Regions from separate parts of the Hermetia illucens genome. Here region 2 is linked to region 1. The links are chromatin contacts, called in public Hi-C maps. All regions are on one chromosome and are shown on one strand. The core of a region is the stretch at or near the end of the contact, and the rest is flanking DNA. Distances in the headings are between cores, read along the strand shown. Region 1 holds the start of LOC119649345. Region 2 holds the start of LOC119649927 (signal peptidase complex subunit 2).

Region 1 (4,743 bases), core at 829-3,328:
GCGGTTGACGTCCACGGCCGCGTTCCTGTTTTTGTTGTAGAGAATGTTCATTTTCATCTTTTGCAGGTGCAGTTGATTGATGTTGTTCTTTGTGCTGCTGTTCCCGAAGTTTACTATCCGCTGTTCGAGGGAAACCCACTGATCCTTGGTGAGATATCCATGGAGATTCGGCGCTTCGATTGTAACAGACTCTGGGCAGTAAAAGGCCGTGATCAAATCGTAGTGCCCAATGTGCAGGCATATCTCCAAGAATGTGTCCATTGTTCGGTTGTTGTGCTCGTGCTCAAGGAGCATTTCACCAAAGTTTTGGAGTTGTGTTTGCATTACTTCCCGTGTCGCCTGGATTTCCTTCCAGAACTTGTCAGTCTGTTCGGGTAGTCGCGTGCCGGCCAAGTATTGACAAAGTAAAGCAGAAGTGAAGTCAGTGATGACGAGGTTCTTTTCATCTGTAGGAGCCTTTCGGAGTTCCTTAACGTTATCGCCTAGTGAGAAAGCCAAAGTTTTCCACAGAACAAGCGACGGCTTCGACATTAGCGTTGTCACAAATTCAGTAAAGTGTTGACCGACACTCTCATGTGGCCAAGCCAAAGCAATGTACTTCCACTTTCCGCCCCTTGCCATACTGGGAGCCTTGGATTCCGCAAATTGATCGCGCAAAATACGCACAAATTCGTTGTGTGCTGGATCTTCATCAATGACGCTTGTTTCTGAGCTCTTTAATTTGCGTTTCAAGGAGCTGCTCAGCCCACTCACTCCCAATTGACCTTTCAAGGATTTCAACAAATACAGGACCAACTTTTCGGAGCGACCGAGCTTCTTGAACACATCGACGATGAGCATGAGGAACTCCACATATTGTTGCCAATCATCCTCCGATTTCTGGGCAAGCATGAACTCGATCGTTACTCGGAACATGATCTTCTCCAGACTCATGGGATTCAGCCTCAAAGCACTGCAAATAAGAATGAGAACCTCTTTCCTGTTCGACGAAGCATATTCAATGAAACATTTTTCGACGTAGGCAGCCAGCCTTGTCACCGCCTTTTCCTTTTCTTCTACTTCAAAAGTGCAATCCACGTCATATTTCCGGAACAGGTCGAACATGTGCGCCGCCCGGAGCAGCTTTACTTTCGCTGGGGACTGGTCCCTCTCGCACGCCAGCACTATCTGCGCCAGTTCCTGCTTCTCTCCGCGGTGGTGGTTGACAATGAAATCCAAGCAATACATGGACACATGCAGGGGAGCTCTGTAAACGGTTCTCAAAAGCGAGTCAACTTTATCGAAGCATATTTGGACGAAGATCTCCATTATTTCGCTGTAGAAACTTTTCTCGGAAAGCATGTAGAGCGCGGATTCAATGAGAGCCTCCAGGACTCTAGTTCTGAAAACTTTCTGGCCCGTGCCCTGATTGCGGAGGAAGTTCTTCAACGCAGTCACTCCTTTCTCGTAGAAGGCAGCCTCAGCGCTGGGGCAGAAATCCGTTTTCGACTGGAAGTACTCTGTGTAGCGCTTGAAGATCGTGCGTTGCAGTTCGCAGTAGCAGTCCATGTTGCCGCGGTAGAATATCTGGAAGGACTGGTTGTCGCTCAGCTTCAGGAGCAGATCGATGGGTTCCCGGGAGCCTGGATCCGAAGTGAGTCCGGCCACGTACTCATAGACCGCCTGGACCGTCTTCTCCTTGATCGAAGCCAGCACCAGATGCTGCGGGAAGGTGACTCCGACCAAGTCGACCAGCAGGCCCATGTCCAGTTTTTCGTCCTTCTTGCTTGGGAAGGTGTCCGCGAACCAGTTCAGAACGATTTCATATTTGTTTTGCGGCACAAACTCCAGTGATTTGCACACTTTGATGCCAAACTGTAAATTCTCGCCAAACGTTTTTTCCGACCTGTTGAGCCATTCCTCCAGTTCTGAAAGTTTATTACGAAATTATTATCTGAGAAACCCTGAATTAATGGGACGTACCTGTTCCCGCCGACATGATTCGTATTTTACGATTTTGGTGAGGATGAACAGATCCCGCGTTTTACTTTCAAACCTGCACGTGCACAAATCAACCTCACAGTGACTAACTTGTCACAACGCGAATACGACACTGGCCCAGTTGACGTTTCGCCGGCATGACAGGGCTGAGAACCGGTACATGGGAGAACAATGGAAATGGACCAGATGAACATGTCGAAACGAAAATAGGTTTAAATCCAGGGTAATGCTCACTGGCGGTCATTTAAATTTATCATGAAGAAGGGTTATCGTTAAAAATTCACTTTTCTTATAACTCCACGCCGAGAAATAGCAAAATAAAAAGATATTTTCAGCGGAACCTGGACTTACTCACTGAATAGATGATACGGCTTCAAAATTTGACCATAGGTTTCCATTAAATAACCCAAAATGAGAGGAAAATTATAAATATTTCTTCGAAATATCGATTCTTCCCGCTTCCAAAAAAAAGATATTTTATTACATCGAACGTCTAAAACTTCATATCCTATTGTGCTGTTAGGTTTATGTTGAATTTGTATATTTTATTGTAATGAATCCTCTCCCCCTCTGGTGTCCCTTATTTTTCTAAATTTTCAAAACTTATATACGGAAATTTGGAGACGCGAGATGATCTGCCGGAAATTGCGGAATTAATGGTAAAACCGACTAGAGATGGAAGAAAGGGATTGATTCTCTGGTCTGGAGTTTTCTTGTGGCCCGGAATATGGACTTTAACAAAGTTAGATAGATATGACCGTTAGAACCCGTCTCAGGACAGGGCAAGAGTGTGAAGCTCTCGACTGGGAGTGCGTTCATCCAACCAACAAGGATCTGTTCGCTTTCTGTTCATGTTTTAGGGGTAAGCAAATCAGGCCGGGAATAAACCAAAGCAACAACCCGAGAACCATCTTCCCTGCACTGTAAAAGGTGTTGGTAGTACCTCAAGCCAATGTGAAACAGTATACGCAGAAGGCTGCATGAGCAAGTGAGAGTTGTTTTTTCTATTGTGGGAACTCTTAATAACTTGGGTGTCTTTAATTTCAATTAAGACCCTTATTCTGCTAGCCGGATTAGCCAGGGAGGACATTTTTCCAAGATTACTCAGTGAACCAAGACGATGGAAGAAGAAGACGTCTTGACGCCGGACACACCATCGTGGAACAAACTACTTAACATCCAACCAGGGGACAGTAGCCATTGAAGGCAGTACAGCCGGAGCCAGCCGGAGTACCGCTGTGCCGGAGCCAACAAGAGAGCCCTCATGGCAAAGCGGCAGACGGACTAGCGGTTTCCAGCCTGGAAAAAAATGTCATCCAACTGAGCGTAGTGAACACCAGACACAATACTCCTACCCAGAAATTATCGACGTCGAAAGGCCACTAAGGAGCAAGGGCTGACAAGAAAACCAGTTACCGGAGGCCAATGAAACAGTCGAATTCCACTGGAGTCCTACACGAAAGCCAATATCAGAAGCTCATCCATATTCTAGTCAAAAGGACGAAGACGATCTTACTAGAATAAAACAAACAGAGTTTGTAAGGGCTCGGACACCATCCTCAGAGGTCCTCAGCGAATCTTAATAGGTCGCTTACGATGCAGGGAGTGGCAGCAAGTAATTGTAATCCCTATCTGGTAGTATGCCTGCGTCCTAAGTAGTAGCCTTAAGAAAGTTTATCAGGGAAGAGCGAAATGCCAACATCAAGAGAGTGATGGAGATGGAAAATCTTAGTAAGACACGTCCGCTCCAGCTCGACCGCACAAACGTCGGAGGTAGAGCGAGCGTGTGGGGGATTCGCACCCACACGCCCAGCCCCAGATCCGCGGGAGAATTTGCTTTTAGGCACTCGTCCCTCTGCTCCTACGGCTTTCACCCTTCTTTCCTCCTTCATCAACTCCTCCTGTATTTACATGATTGCAGAAGAAACCTTAAGCCAGTTCTCTTTCGACGCCAACATCTCGGCAAATAAGTTCTGCAGGCCCACGCTCCTGCCTAACGCTTGATTCAGATTCCTCCTTTCCATAGCAAACCTTAGGCAATGAAACGTGCTGGATCATCGAATGCGTCACCGCATCTAAAATAATTCGATGAATTATTCAACCCAAAGCAGTAAAGATATTGCCTGTAACAACCACTGTGTCCCGTGAGGAAATGTGTAATATGGTAGTTGGTTTCCGTTCATGTTACAACCTAATGTTGGGAATGATCATCTGTGTCCACAATCCCTCGTAAACACGTCCCATCTGCGTTATCAGAGATCATTCGACTCTGATCTTGCCGCATTCCTGCGTTCTGTGTGCCCCTCCATACTTCTATACCATGCACAGCACGTACGTTTCTTTCGGCAGAATGTCGACAGGGAGCATTCCCGCCACCACTACTTATCTAATATGGTTCTAAGGGCCCTGTAAAGCCGAACTGACCTGCTTCCGTCTTGCAGAATTTGCAAGCGTGTCTGCCCACATAGGTGACGAGTAAAGTAGGATGGACCGGACCATTCTGGTTATAAACAACCTCCGATAGTCTTTTGGCCCGCCAACATTCAGCGACATTTTTGCAAGTGCTGCGGTAGCACCTGCTACCTTTTGATATGCTTACCGTAGGTGTTCCCTAAAGCTCAGTTTGGTGTCAATTATCAGCCCCAGGTATTAGATATTCGGCTTCAACTTCGACAGTGTTCTTTTTCTTACAGTTCGTTATTAACACCGCTTCCATTTTTCGGTCCACCAAAGTCAGCCCGGCTCTTGCTAGCCAGGACTTCA
Region 2 (4,290 bases), core at 1,388-3,887, 130 kb after region 1:
ACGAGGCATTATCTGTCCCATACATAAAAAAGGAGATATCACGCAGTGCAGCAATTATAAAGGTATCACGTTGCTGAGTACCATCTATAAGATATTCTCCGTTATCTTGCTAGGTTGCCGTTCGCCCAGAACATAATTGGCCCATACCAAAGAAGCTTCACTCCAGGCAAATAAGCAACAGATCAGATTTTCTCTGTGCGGCAAGCGATGGAAAAACTGTTGGAATATGGACATCAGTTCCACCATCTTTCCATCAACTTTAAAGCCGCCTATGATAGCATAGCCAGGGTAAAACTGTACACGGCCATGAGAGCATTCGGTATCCCGACGAAATTGATAAGACTGACTAGGCTGACCCTGACCAATGTACGAGGCCAGATAAAATCAGCAGGATCACTCTCAACACCATTCAACATCAACAACGGTCTACGACAAGGGGATGCACTATCATGCGTCAACCTGGCCCTGGAGAAAGTGATTCGCGATGCCGATGTAAATACGAGAAGCAGCGTCCTCTTTAAGTCCATCCAACTATTGGCCTACGCTGACGACATCGACATCATGGGAAGAACAACCCGAGATGTACAGTCTACCCTCATCCAGATCGAGCAGGCGGCGATTGGCGCGAGATCTTGGGCTGCACATTAATGAAGGTAAGACGAAGTACATAGTGGCAACATCAGCGCCAAAACCAAAAGAATGAACAACATCGAATCACACTGGTCAAACGAAGACAATGAAGATAGTAGACTACAACTTTGAGACCGTTGAAAATTTCTCCTATCTAGGATCGAAAATCACAACCGATAACAGCTATGACGATGAAATCCGCGCATGGTTGTTAGCAGCCAACAGAGCCTATTTCAGCATACAAAAACTGTTTCGCTCGAAACGTCTCACCATAGGGTCAAAGCTCTTACTGTACAAGACTGTGATCTTACCAGTATATTCCAAGGAAACTCTTGTTCTTAGCAAAAAAAACTGCGAACTCTTGGCACGTTCGAGAGAAGAATCCTCCGAAGAATTTTTGGGGATATCGAATTGCTGATCCTCGGCGCAAAACCGGTGTGTCTGGATTTCCTTATTAAGGCAGGTCTAGACCGAATACTGGCTGTTGCGCCGTTGATGATGATGAAATATGACATTTTATCTTATCGTCATTTTCATCCTTCATAAAGAAATCTTCATTATATAAGCAACTTGCACTTGTCTACCTGGACTTGCGGGATGTGGAAGGATTTTCGAATATGGTATTCATCATCATCAACGGCGCAACAACTGGTATTCAATCTAGGCCTACCTTAGTAAAGAATTCTAAACATCCCGGTTTTGCGCCAAGATCCACCAATTCGATATCCCTAAAAGCTGGTCGTCGTCCTGGCCTACGCCATCGTTCCACCTGAGGCAGGGTCTGCATGTCTTCTTCCTCTACCGTAGATTTTCTCCCTCCAGACTTTTCGGACTGGGTTATTCTCACCCATACGGATTAAGTGACCTATTGAACCGGGTGTTCCCCATAATCAATAAATATCAAAATTTATTTTTAAATATTCTACAAAATATTTTATCAAAAATAAAACCACATTAGTTCACAAAACACAAGAAAACGGAATACAGAATCGACATTGACAATGAGCGTAGGTAAAGAGTTACTCTCATATTAAAAAAAAAATGTGACCTGATAGAATTTCTTCAATCACCGCAAGAAACAAGTCGGGAATCCGGAAGCTGGGCGCTTCAGGTATGAAAGGTTTTGTTTGCTTCTTTTGTTTTGTTTGTTTTGCCCGTTATGTATATGCATTTAACATGTCAGACTACTTATTTTAGTGTGATATTGATATTTAGTTGCATTAAATTTCACGGTAGAGTCAACTTCCAGCTACTGTAACTTTGTTAGTACTAGTATGATTTTTATCGAACTCGGGGATAATATGCTTCATATTATATTCTATACTACTGCCAGCTGTTATCACCCTGGGATAAACTTAAGGGGGATTTTTACTCAATTTTCCCAAAAATATGGTAATAAACTATTATTAACTTAATTTGAACAGATTTGAGGCCTGGGCACCATATAGAGGCAGCTTCATTATTTGTTTCAGATTCTTCGGTTTTGTAGTTTCTGAGAATGAGTCCGTTAAAGAAATCATCATTTTCCATCCCTCCCACACCCTGCCTTTCTAACAAATCTCAAAGCTAAGACCGGCTCCGAGTAGTACTAATCGAGACCTTTCATTTGATAACCAATATAGCTATACTCTGCGAAAAAAAAATTTACATCCCCCTTTTGCATGTATGGGGACCTCCCCCTTAACCTTAACGTAGAAGGATATCACTCACTGCATCCCTGGTCGTTCACAGTTCCCACCTTCTCACCAAATGTCAATCAGTATAGCCGTTTCAGAGAAAAGTTCGTGTGACAGACTGTCTGTCTGTCAGTAGTTAAAATTCAAAAAGTTCAAATTATACCTGTTCCTTTCAAAATTGCTTGACCACAAAGTCCTTCCTGTACATGATCTGTTAGCAACCAGTTGAGTCTATTTTAAATGAATATTCGCGCCATTCGAAATTGTATAGGGTGATAAAAAATCATTTCACACTTGGAACGCTTGAACTGGAACACTACTTTGACAATTGGAACCGCAGAATCGAAATAATCCAACGTCAATCAAATTTTGCGGTGCCTCGTTTTCGTGTCGAGTTGTCAAGTAACAGCAAAGTTTGGGGTTTTTCTTCAAGTAAAATGTCGACAAAAACAAAGAAAGATGACAAAAACGCTCGTGAAAATGAGGTATGCATTTTGTGATTTAAAATTATTTCGAATCTTATTTATATACGAGGATTTTCGAATGTTTACGTTCCGGGAACAATCCCACACTCGAAAGTTGGACACGTCAGTCAGTGCTTGGGACGATTCGGTTTGCCGATTTGTCAAATTATTCTTTATTTAAATCCTTGTTATGCACAAATTAGTGGCTTAATGAAATCATGTGAATAGTTGTAAGAAAGGGATATTGTTCCACTGCAAAAGCAACCTCGCAACTCGGAAATCGAGTTGAAACATGGGTGATTGTGATGTCCTTTATCGTCTACAGCTGCAAAAACGGTACCTCAGTGTTGCTTCTCTTGTTTTATTGTGCTCCAAGTACTTTGATTTTCAGTTTTCTCTTTGCTCGTCCACACTCTGCTTTCGATCCTAGGTACAGGTGGCTTTACCGCTTTGTATTCAACGCCCCTATCTTCTCCTCGTTTCCCCTAACTGCGCCGAGCCACTTTTCTTTCCGTCCTAAGCGTATTCAGCGGCGACACCCGCAGGTTCTAACCGGTGGAGTCTGTGGCTGCTTTCCCACACGAAATGCCTCCCTCCTGGAGAAGCTCACAGGACGGAGGAACGGATGAAGTTGGATTGAATCTCTTCGTCCCTCAAAGAACGGATTGCACCAACGGGAGACCGAAAAATAAACTTGCCCAAAGAGAACGTAGAAAGGGGCAGATTTAAGGAAATAAACCACAAGCTCCCAAAAGCCAACACCAGAAGAAAGAATACCCCGTGTGAAAGTGCTGTTTGACAGAGCAGTTCGCGCGAATTCCTTTGCCCAAAACACAAAAGATCAATGCCCTGCTTCTAAAACAATTCATTCCAAAAAACTTTGTATGCGGGTTCGGTATCATTAAAGAGTGCCTATAGTTTTCACTCTAGGTCCTGAGTGATGCTCAAACTTGCCAGGGATACGAGACTGAACAGAAGAAACCCTGATAACCCCCAAGAATTCATCCACTCCACAATTGTAAAACTAGCCTTTCACGGATCCGTTCTGGTAGGGCGGTGCCAGTGGAGTACTTCACATCTAAACCTAGAAAATTTTTCAAATGCGAGTAACTAGGCCACACCTCAAAATTATGCAAAGGCAATGTTGAACGATGCCTGAGACTGAGACTCTCCAACATCACCCATCACATCATTAAAAAGTAGCTGTAGTTATTATAAACCACGTCACTCTTTTCACTTTCAAGTCTAATGGTAGGGGATCAGTTCAGAGATACTGGTGGTCTGCAGACCTGAAACCTCTTTTCCGGGCAAAACAAGCCTTCAGTAATTTTAGAACAATAGCGAATCAGGAAAACTTCAAAACCTATATCGAAGCAAGAAATAATTGGTTCCGAGGGAGGCCAAGAGAAAATCCTGGCATAGCACACGAATGAGCCTCTCAGATTGCAAATCTTCTAAAGATTTCTGGAATCAGATTAACTGGCTATTTCAGGATCTAAAGGCGCACCTCGATGCTTGGG

What was found. Hi-C and Micro-C count contacts between places; a contact is called where the count stands out from the background.
Region 2: a Hi-C map of whole body shows a contact between it and region 1, with 5 times the contacts expected there. The contact joins the promoter of LOC119649927 here to the promoter of LOC119649345 in region 1. A contact is called at or near these places in 2 of 2 Hi-C or Micro-C datasets (an unstated tissue and whole body).

What each region holds. Positions count from the first base shown.
Region 1 is chr2:54,842,426-54,847,168 of iHerIll2.2.curated.20191125, forward strand. LOC119649345 reads right to left here and starts at 2,079. Exons shown (of 9, transcript XM_038051453.1): 1 at 1,963-2,079; 2 at 1-1,907. The coding sequence starts at 1,978.
Region 2 is chr2:54,974,689-54,978,978 of iHerIll2.2.curated.20191125, forward strand. LOC119649927 (signal peptidase complex subunit 2) reads left to right here and starts at 2,638. Exons shown (of 2, transcript XM_038052346.1): 1 at 2,638-2,791. The coding sequence starts at 2,744.